Linked DNA regions of Danio rerio: region 1 is linked to region 2. Evidence: chromatin contacts called from public Hi-C data. All regions are on one chromosome and are shown on one strand. Each heading gives the region's core, a stretch centred on a gene start, on an enhancer-like site or on the middle of the called end of the contact. The rest is flanking DNA. Distances are from core to core; before and after follow the strand shown. Region 1 holds the start of si:dkey-112m2.1. Region 2 holds the start of si:dkey-1d7.3.

Region 1 (4,303 bases), core at 924-3,423, 420 kb before region 2:
AGAGAGTGATAATTAATTAATAATTAATTCATTCATTCAGTCATTCAATTATTTATTTATTTATTCTTTTTTGTATATATATATATTTTTTTTGTATTATATATTTTTTCTTATTTATTCATTCTTTTTTGGCTTAGTCCCTGATTAATCAGGGGGTTGCCAAAGCGGAATGAAGCACAGCATTTAGTTTGATAGAATGGTTTTTATGGAATGCATAAAAAAGATAACCAACCACAAACTGCCTTAATGCAAAATGAAATTTAGGATTGGAGCTATGGTGTTTCAAAATCGAATAAAACATATTTTTTTCTTTTTGAGGATGTCTTGATAAACAGTTGGAATAAAAATTAGAGAGCAATGTATAAATGCTTGAATTTTTAAGAAATTCTCAGGAATTTTAGTGTGGCTATAACATGCTAGTAGAACAGTATCTTGCAAAAAAAAACAAGGCACTTAAAAAAAGCCTTTTTGTGGACTGTGTTGAGTTAGAGGTCAGCTAAGAAGTTGATAAGGACACATTCTGCAGTTGTGAGAAGTCAGTAGTTTTGAGTTTACAATTTAAAAATATATGAAATATTTTTCTTACAAAACACATCCATTTGCTTCATAAGACAGACATTACTATCCTGTCAGTGCTGGCGTTATTATTGGTATTTACAGATTTATGAACCTTTGGAAGCTTTAAAAAACAAAATCATTAAATCCAACACTATTACACAGAATAAAAGAGTCAGGATGAAACTACTTTAAAACTAAAATGAAAACTACTGATTTCATCTGAAAGAAAAAATATCATACGCACAGGGGGTGAGTAAATTGTGGTGTCATTTTTGGTTTGGGTTAACAATTCCTGAAGTTGAAAGTTAAAAAGAGTTTGTCAGATAAATGTTTAAAAATCAACATCACATGCAGGATTAAGAGGTATCTGTAAGTGTTGTTTTCTATTATTGATCTACAAGGTATATCAGTAAACAGAATGTTAGAATGGATGTATTTCATTCATTTATTTATTCATTCAGTCATTCAATTATTCATTAATTCTCCTTTGGCTTAGTCCCTGATTCATCAGGGGTCACCACAGCAGAGTGAACCACAGCATTTAGTTTGATAGAGTGCTATTTATGTTATTTATGGAATGCATGGAAAAGATAACCAATCACAAACTGCCTCAATGCCTAGCTCATTAATTATTCATTAGTCCCACACAAAAGCAGAAACTTCTATATTTATTTTCTCAGGTTTTCCCGCATGTCTAAGGAATTCAACAGAATTCAAAATCAGTTATGATGAAGAAAGAAATACACATCACTTGTACAAGGCTGGCCGGCCATTTGCATTCAGAACTGCATTCAACAAAGTGCTAAAAACATTTCTCAGAGTTCGTACTGAACATTGACATGATAGTTGCAGTCCAACAGTTGCAGATACTGAATAAAAAACATTATAATGCTGAGGTGCATGTATGTATATGTTAAGTATCAATACCAGCAATGTGCATATCTGTATCGTGACCAATAAAAACAAATAAAAAAAAACATTCATAACACAATATCAGAACAGCATGCACAAATGCAAAACAAAAGAGAAAACATTTACACCCCAGCCACCACAGTAAATCTTGTAAAAAGTTAACGTTTTGCAGTACACGTTATTACTTCATGCCATCATTCACCACTAGAGGGCACTGTCGCGCTTACTGAGGCAAATGCAGAAAACAATCAATGATCATCAAACCACTCAATAACTACTTTAAAACCTAAATCATCACTCATATTACAATGAAACCATAACAACTCACCACAATATGGTAGAATGATTTGTAAAAAAACTCTTACAATTCACTCAGTCTTCAGCATCAAGGCTCTTCCGTTCTGTTTTGTAGCCCACTGATCGATTATACTCTGGATTCCTGTTAAAACCATTCACAACAGGTGCACATGTTTAACCAGCACGAATACTTGTTTACAATGCATGTATGTCTATATGTGCACATGTCTTTAAAATTTCATTATTTAACTTTAGCTGAATTGCATATTCTCTATTAATTTTTTCATTAGCACTACTGAGGTGGTAGGCTATTTTACATTAAACAGTACTGCAGCTATATAATACAAATCAGCAATTAAAGTATTTTGAAGTTAAAATTAAAATTCTCATGACGCCCTTTGAGTTCAGCAGAGAGAGAGAGAGAGAGAGAGAGAGAGAGAGAGAGAGAGAGAGAGAGAGAGAGAGAGAGAGAGTTTCATGACTCACTGTGCTTGTCGCTGCGGAACCCAAAGAGCAGAGAAAGCACGAGGAATATTCACAGTGGACTTCATGGATGAGAGAAAGGAGCTTTTTCACTGAACAAATGCTTTTCATTAATTCTTTCCTCAGACTGTTGAAGTTTATACTTTGTTTTTCGACATCAAAACAGATAAACGCGAAACGCTGGACTACCGTTTTATTTCTTAAAGTGTACTAATACCTGTGGAAACCCGGAGTCGCTTAATCTGTTTCTAAACGAGCACTTGTTTATATAAAAGCTCATATTTGTTGCTTATTTTCCATTATTGTCTTTTAAAAAGTAACTTTATTCGTTTACTGCTGGAATTACAGTGGATTTCCCATCACTATGAAGCGTTGTCGAGCCTCACGAGCGATGTTCAACTTTCCACTGAGACTCGGGTTTATTTAGACGGAGCATCTGATCGACGACCACCAGATTGTTTTTAGCAACAGACACTTGTGGCACTACAAATCTGTGACTTTTATTTTTAAAAGCGACGACACTTCAATATGTTTGATGTTTGCCAGACTTCAGAAGACATTTAAATCAAGATGACAGCATTTAGAAATCGCACCGCAGGAGTGACTCGTTTTGAGATGATCGGAGGGAGAAACATCTAACCTTATAAAGAGATGAATGCTGTACTTGTTGTCTTGTAGACCTGTCGGTGGGAAAACACTGATCTGTTCCCTTCTCGAGCCCCGACCAACTTTAGAGGAGCTGAAGATGCTGCGTCTTAGTCCAGCCGGGCTCATGCTGTTCTTGCTTTGCAGAGGTGAGTGTCTGTCAGAGCGCATCAGGTCTTTTACTTTGCATGCCGATTTTAGTGCATTATTGCTTTCATGTGTATGTGGGAATACATGCACCAACTCATATCGCAGTCGAACAGTGGTTATAATGCAAAGGGTGCTACATCATAGCGTGTGAATCAATATGATTACAAATTGCCAGAGGTGCTCTTGACATGTTATTGATGACCGGTTGTAAAGCAATTGAAGGTGGGCTCTGAATGGCCATGGTTAAATGTGCTGAATATACAATTACCGTATGGATTTTAAACTAGATGAGTGATGAAAAACTAATGAAACTACTTGGATATTAAGAATCTGCATAGAACCACAAATGCTTTGTCATCTGGCACATGTCCATTTGTTTTACTCTGCAGTTTGTTACAGGGATATTTCACACTGAATTAAATAATTTACTCACCCATTCACTTGTTCAAAACATTCTGTTGAACACAAAATAAGATGTTTTGAAAAATGTTGCTTGGTGCTGGGATAAATTGACTTTCATAGTATTTTTTCCCCTAATGGGAGTTGATGGGTCCCAGCAACCAAAATTCTCCTAAATATTTTCTTTTGCTTTCAACAGACAAATGAAACACCTAAAGCTTTAAAACCACACAAAGGAGAGTAAATGATGGGATAATTGTGATTTTGGGGTAATTATTCCTTTAGTTTATGGAAAACTGAAAATTCTCTCATCAATCACTTGTCACAAACCTGTTTGAGTTTCTTATTATTCTGAACAGAATAAAACAAGATATGCTGAAACTTTGTAACCTTTGACTTTCATAGTATTTGTTTTTCCTATGTGGTTGTCAGCGGTTTCAGGTCTCTAAAATTTTCAAAATATTTTTTTTTTTTGGTGTGTTTAACATAAGAAAGAATCTCAAAAAGTTTTAAAACCACTTGAGGGTGAGTAAATAGTGAGAAAATGTTCGTTTTAGGTGAAATATACAAGTATTTGGCATAGATTAAGCATTCGGAAAATAATATTATTTTACATTGTCATTCCAAACCTTCTTTTCTCAGCTGAACACAAAACATGACCATGAAAGTTGGTATTCAGCAAAAAAAAAATCTGCTTTTGTGTTTAACAGATTAAAAAAACTCATTAAGGTTTTAAACCACATGAGGGAGGTTAAATGATGAGGTAAATGGGATTTTTTGGAACTATTCCTTTAGCTCATTCAAAATTAATAATTCTGTCATGATTTACTCATCATTCATTTGTCAGAAACCTGTTTGA
Region 2 (4,178 bases), core at 1,062-3,561:
TAATTTTAGAGAATGCCACTCGGAGACCATCCACCATGTTTAGTTATGGCCTGAATTTATTTTTAATATACGCGAGTGCTGTAAAAGTGTCAGAAAGTTTAACCTGAAGCCATAACATCAATCTGCTGCATCTGACACTATTGCTGTGTCTTTAATTTAACGTAATCACCCCAGGGGTCGCAAAAAAACTAAAGGCTGATGGCTTTTTATGTAACTATTTTATATTTCTTCTGTAGGTTAATTTCACTAGTTTAATTAAATTAATTCGATTTTTGGAGATCACCAAGTGACCCCCACTTTGGGAACCACTGTTCTAGAGGACACTAATCCATGTGGTAAATCATTCAACTGGCCTCCTATTGACTTTTGCCGAAATAAAAAGATAAACAATATGTTTGAATCTCATATGTGAAAGTGATGTTTCAAAGTAGGTTAATGGCTGAGCCTGAGGGGGAAAATGGACTAGTGTCAGTGCAGTGTCTAAGAACATTAGGCCAAACGTGACTGAGTTTGCACAGCTCAAACTAGGACTGAGCCTCTGCAGTGATGACAAGCCTATTTGTCAGACTCTCTAATTTCAACATTGCTGCTTTTGGCATTACTAAAATTCCAGAGCATATCAAGTTCAAATTATGAGCCTTCCAAGTAGGGTTTTATTCAACGTGAATGAAGACAATTCGAGCAAAATTCCCTCCTCACAGTTTCACTATTAAAAGCCATGGCGCAGACTTCAAAACACATGCGATAAAGTTTTAATTCCTCTATTAAATAATCCACTTACAGTAATAACCAAGCAGCTATTTGCATTCCGCAGTTAATTATATAAGTAAATTGCAATTAAATCTAATTTATTTTTTATGCAAAGCAACATTAATACCCATATGGAGCCAAAGTAACATTTATATTAATGTGCTCAGCTTAAGTGCACTTACCAAAAGTTATATCCAATAAAGTTCACAGCACAGGTTACAATTTTAATATGCAAATAAGTTGTATTAATGCAAACTTTTAGAGGTCTTTCAGCTCATTCCCTCACAGACATGACTTTCAATTGTGGCCACAAAAAGTCCATCTCCACCTGGACAGTTTTATGCAGGTTATTATATGAAATTACATTTTAAAAAGCCAAATAAATTAAAAAAAACAAAATAAAAAAAGAATGTCTTACCTTCTGCACTGGATAGGCACAGCATGATAATCATCAGCAACATTGTGCTCGTCTGTACAAATCAGTCCAAACTGCAGCTTAAACTATTTTATTCCTCTAATGCATTTTTATGAGAGAAATGATGTGAGCTTTGAAATTAATTTCCAAATCAAGAAAAGTGACCATGGTGTCCTTACATGTCATGTAAAGTAAAGACAAATGTCCTGGTAGACACAAGGCTCAAATTAAATTACTGCTAAAGGTTAAATAAACTACATAACGTGTTAAAGTACAGACTAAGCGCTGTCCCACTTCACGTGCTGCTGTTTGTGGACCTCACGTCCATCTGAGCCTGAACGATTAGATGTCACGAGCGTAATCCTCTGCAAATGAAATACATGTGCGCTTTATGTTGCCTCACTCGCCTGTCAATGCTCTTCACTTTCAAGTGGACATGACCAACAAATATGACTTTTGTAACGTAAAAAAAAGTCCCTAAATGAACTTTTAACAGTTTCACAACACTCTACACAATGTTTACGTATTGTTTTGGGGGAAATCTATTAAAACGAGTAAAATTGAAACACTGGCGTGGTGTTTGACTTATAAGTTTGCGTAAATTTGGTTAAACTAAGTAAAATTAGTTATAGGATGTCAATAAAATACTTTGAGAATGCACAAACATTGTGTCCGGATGATTGTTCAGTAGGCTAAAGCTGCAAGTTCTTTATGAAGCGTATAGACACTTCAGTGGTTTGAGAGCTGTATTTGCAGCGCGCAAGCGTCCCCTGTTGATGGCCAAACCAAAACAAGTGTCAGGAAGGACACGCTTCAGATGAACACAGCAGAACTGCACATTAAAAAGACTAACGTGATATAAAATGCATCAATATAAATCATTCAAACTGACTTTAGCAAATTATCGCGGGAAGCTAGTTTAAATGAAGCTACACAGATCCTTGAATCTAAACATGTCCTGTGTTTTTGATGCCGACAAAGTGTTTGGCACAGAACAGAGGTCCTCTCGAGTTTATGGTAACTGGACCTTTTATTAGGTTTATACGAGGTTTTTGTTATTTTACAACTAACTAATAATCAGAATTCAGAAAAATTTGTTAACTCACTTGAGGAGAATTTAAATACCTAAACACGTCATTGATCAGTGACCCACACCCAATATGGACGTCACGTTTACCCCTAGTCCACGCCCATCTCATGTTTATAATTGTGACTCTCTGTGGTATTTTACTCCTAACAATATATTTAACAAGATTAGTAGCCTTTCTTTTTTAATAAAATGAAAATACTCCACTGGAAATTATCTATTAAATTAGCTAAATTCCACCAACAAGCTCTATTAGCCTGGAAACTGATTTACAACCATAATTTATCACACCACAAAACATTTTAATGTTTGGAATAATACTGACATTAAGATAAGTAATACATCTTTTTGGGGAATTAATGGTTCAAAAAACATTATTTTTGTTTCTGATCTTTTCAATCAAAATTGGGATTTCTTAACTTAAGTAAATGACATCAGTAAATGACAACAAATTAAAACAAAGGTCAGATGTACAAAACAAATTATGGAAAATAATTTTAGTCTTAAATACTGTAGAAATAAATAGTGGTGATTTTTTTTGGAAGTGATCTCATAATTAGTCCCATAGAGAGTGAAAATGATACTAAACATGAAGATCCACAAGATACGCCATATTAAAAACTTGTACATTCTGTGTGGAATGTGAGTGAGCGGCTCTGGTGGAGAAGGTAAAGTCGAGGGCAGAGAGAGGGACTCAGGATGCATGACCGAGACAGTTGAGTACTGGTTTCCTATAGCTGATCTTTTTCTTATATTAGAAAGTTTATTGTTTTAATGCATGACAACTCTCCTGGAATACCACAGCAGTTCTTGGGGTCTGATATTATGGAGAGACCATCCTTACAGTATCTTTTTCTTATTATGGAAATCAAGGGGGGCAGCAAACATTCTTCAAAATATCCACTTTTGTGTTCAACATCAGAAACTCACAAATGTTTAAAACCATTTGTTATTACATTACATGTGTTGTTTTAATAATTCAGTGTGTGTGGGTAAATCTAAAATGAATAAGGTTTTTAAAATTTAAATCCCAAACCACTGCAGTGCGTAATTTGATGTTTGATGCAAGCCCTTATAGCCCCTGATATATAGCCCTTGAGACAACTTACCTGTGCGACAACTATTTCTCAAATAGCTTTAGTCACATATTGAAATATTTTCAGAGGTAGTCAATGCATCATTATGACATGTTAGGTTATATATTCCCAGAGAGATATACTTTAGCAATTCACTTTATATTCAGAGTCAGTGTGAATTACTAAACTCTCTGTGATTTCTGACTAAAGAAGATCTCGCTAAAGGGAGCGTCATCAATCTCCTGTCAGTAACAACACACGGTGTGACCTGCTCTGCTGCTCTGTTGTGCTTGATGATGTCAATCGCCAATACGAAGCACGATTTTATGTCCTGCTCTCTGATAAGTCCCACAAATTCCTCTACAAGGACACACATGGCACCAACCGTTAATGCAAAGAATAAATCATACCGCTGCTCATGCCAGATGAGGTTAGGTGTAAGTGTTAGTGCCCTACACAAAGGCAAAACTTATGGATATAATGCATGCATTGTGAAGTTTAACATGCGGACATGGATTTCATCTGGAATTTAATCAAACCAGCAACCAGTAGATCCCTCTATTTGCTGGAAACAAATGCAAATGCTTTTGAAAATGAATTTTCCCCCATGGCCCAGTTTACGTACCATTATCATATCAGTCCCATCTGCTCTGATGTCCAGATGTTAGCAGTGTGAGCCAGACCACTGCCGTGAACTGTAATACTCAAAGGTGAACTACAGTTTAGTAGTGATAATATGTAATGGTGGTTAGCATCAGTGTGTTTGACTTATTTTAACAGCCTGTTCCACTAAGAAGAATTCTTCAAGGTGAATAAAGTACAACTACAGTTTACTTCAGTGTTTTTTTTT

What was found. A called contact is a pair of places that touch in the nucleus more often than the background predicts.
Region 1: a Hi-C map of embryo shows a contact between it and region 2, with 5 times the contacts expected there. The contact joins the promoter of si:dkey-112m2.1 here to the promoter of si:dkey-1d7.3 in region 2. A contact is called at or near these places in 2 of 18 Hi-C or Micro-C datasets (caudal fin and embryo).

The regions. Positions count from the first base shown.
Region 1 is chr21:20,223,541-20,227,843 of GRCz12tu, reverse strand. si:dkey-112m2.1 reads left to right here and starts at 2,173. Exons shown (of 9, transcript XM_009295369.5): 1 at 2,173-3,044. The coding sequence starts at 2,906.
Region 2 is chr21:19,802,431-19,806,608 of GRCz12tu, reverse strand. si:dkey-1d7.3 reads right to left here and starts at 2,311. Exons shown (of 9, transcript XM_073935197.1): 1 at 2,272-2,311.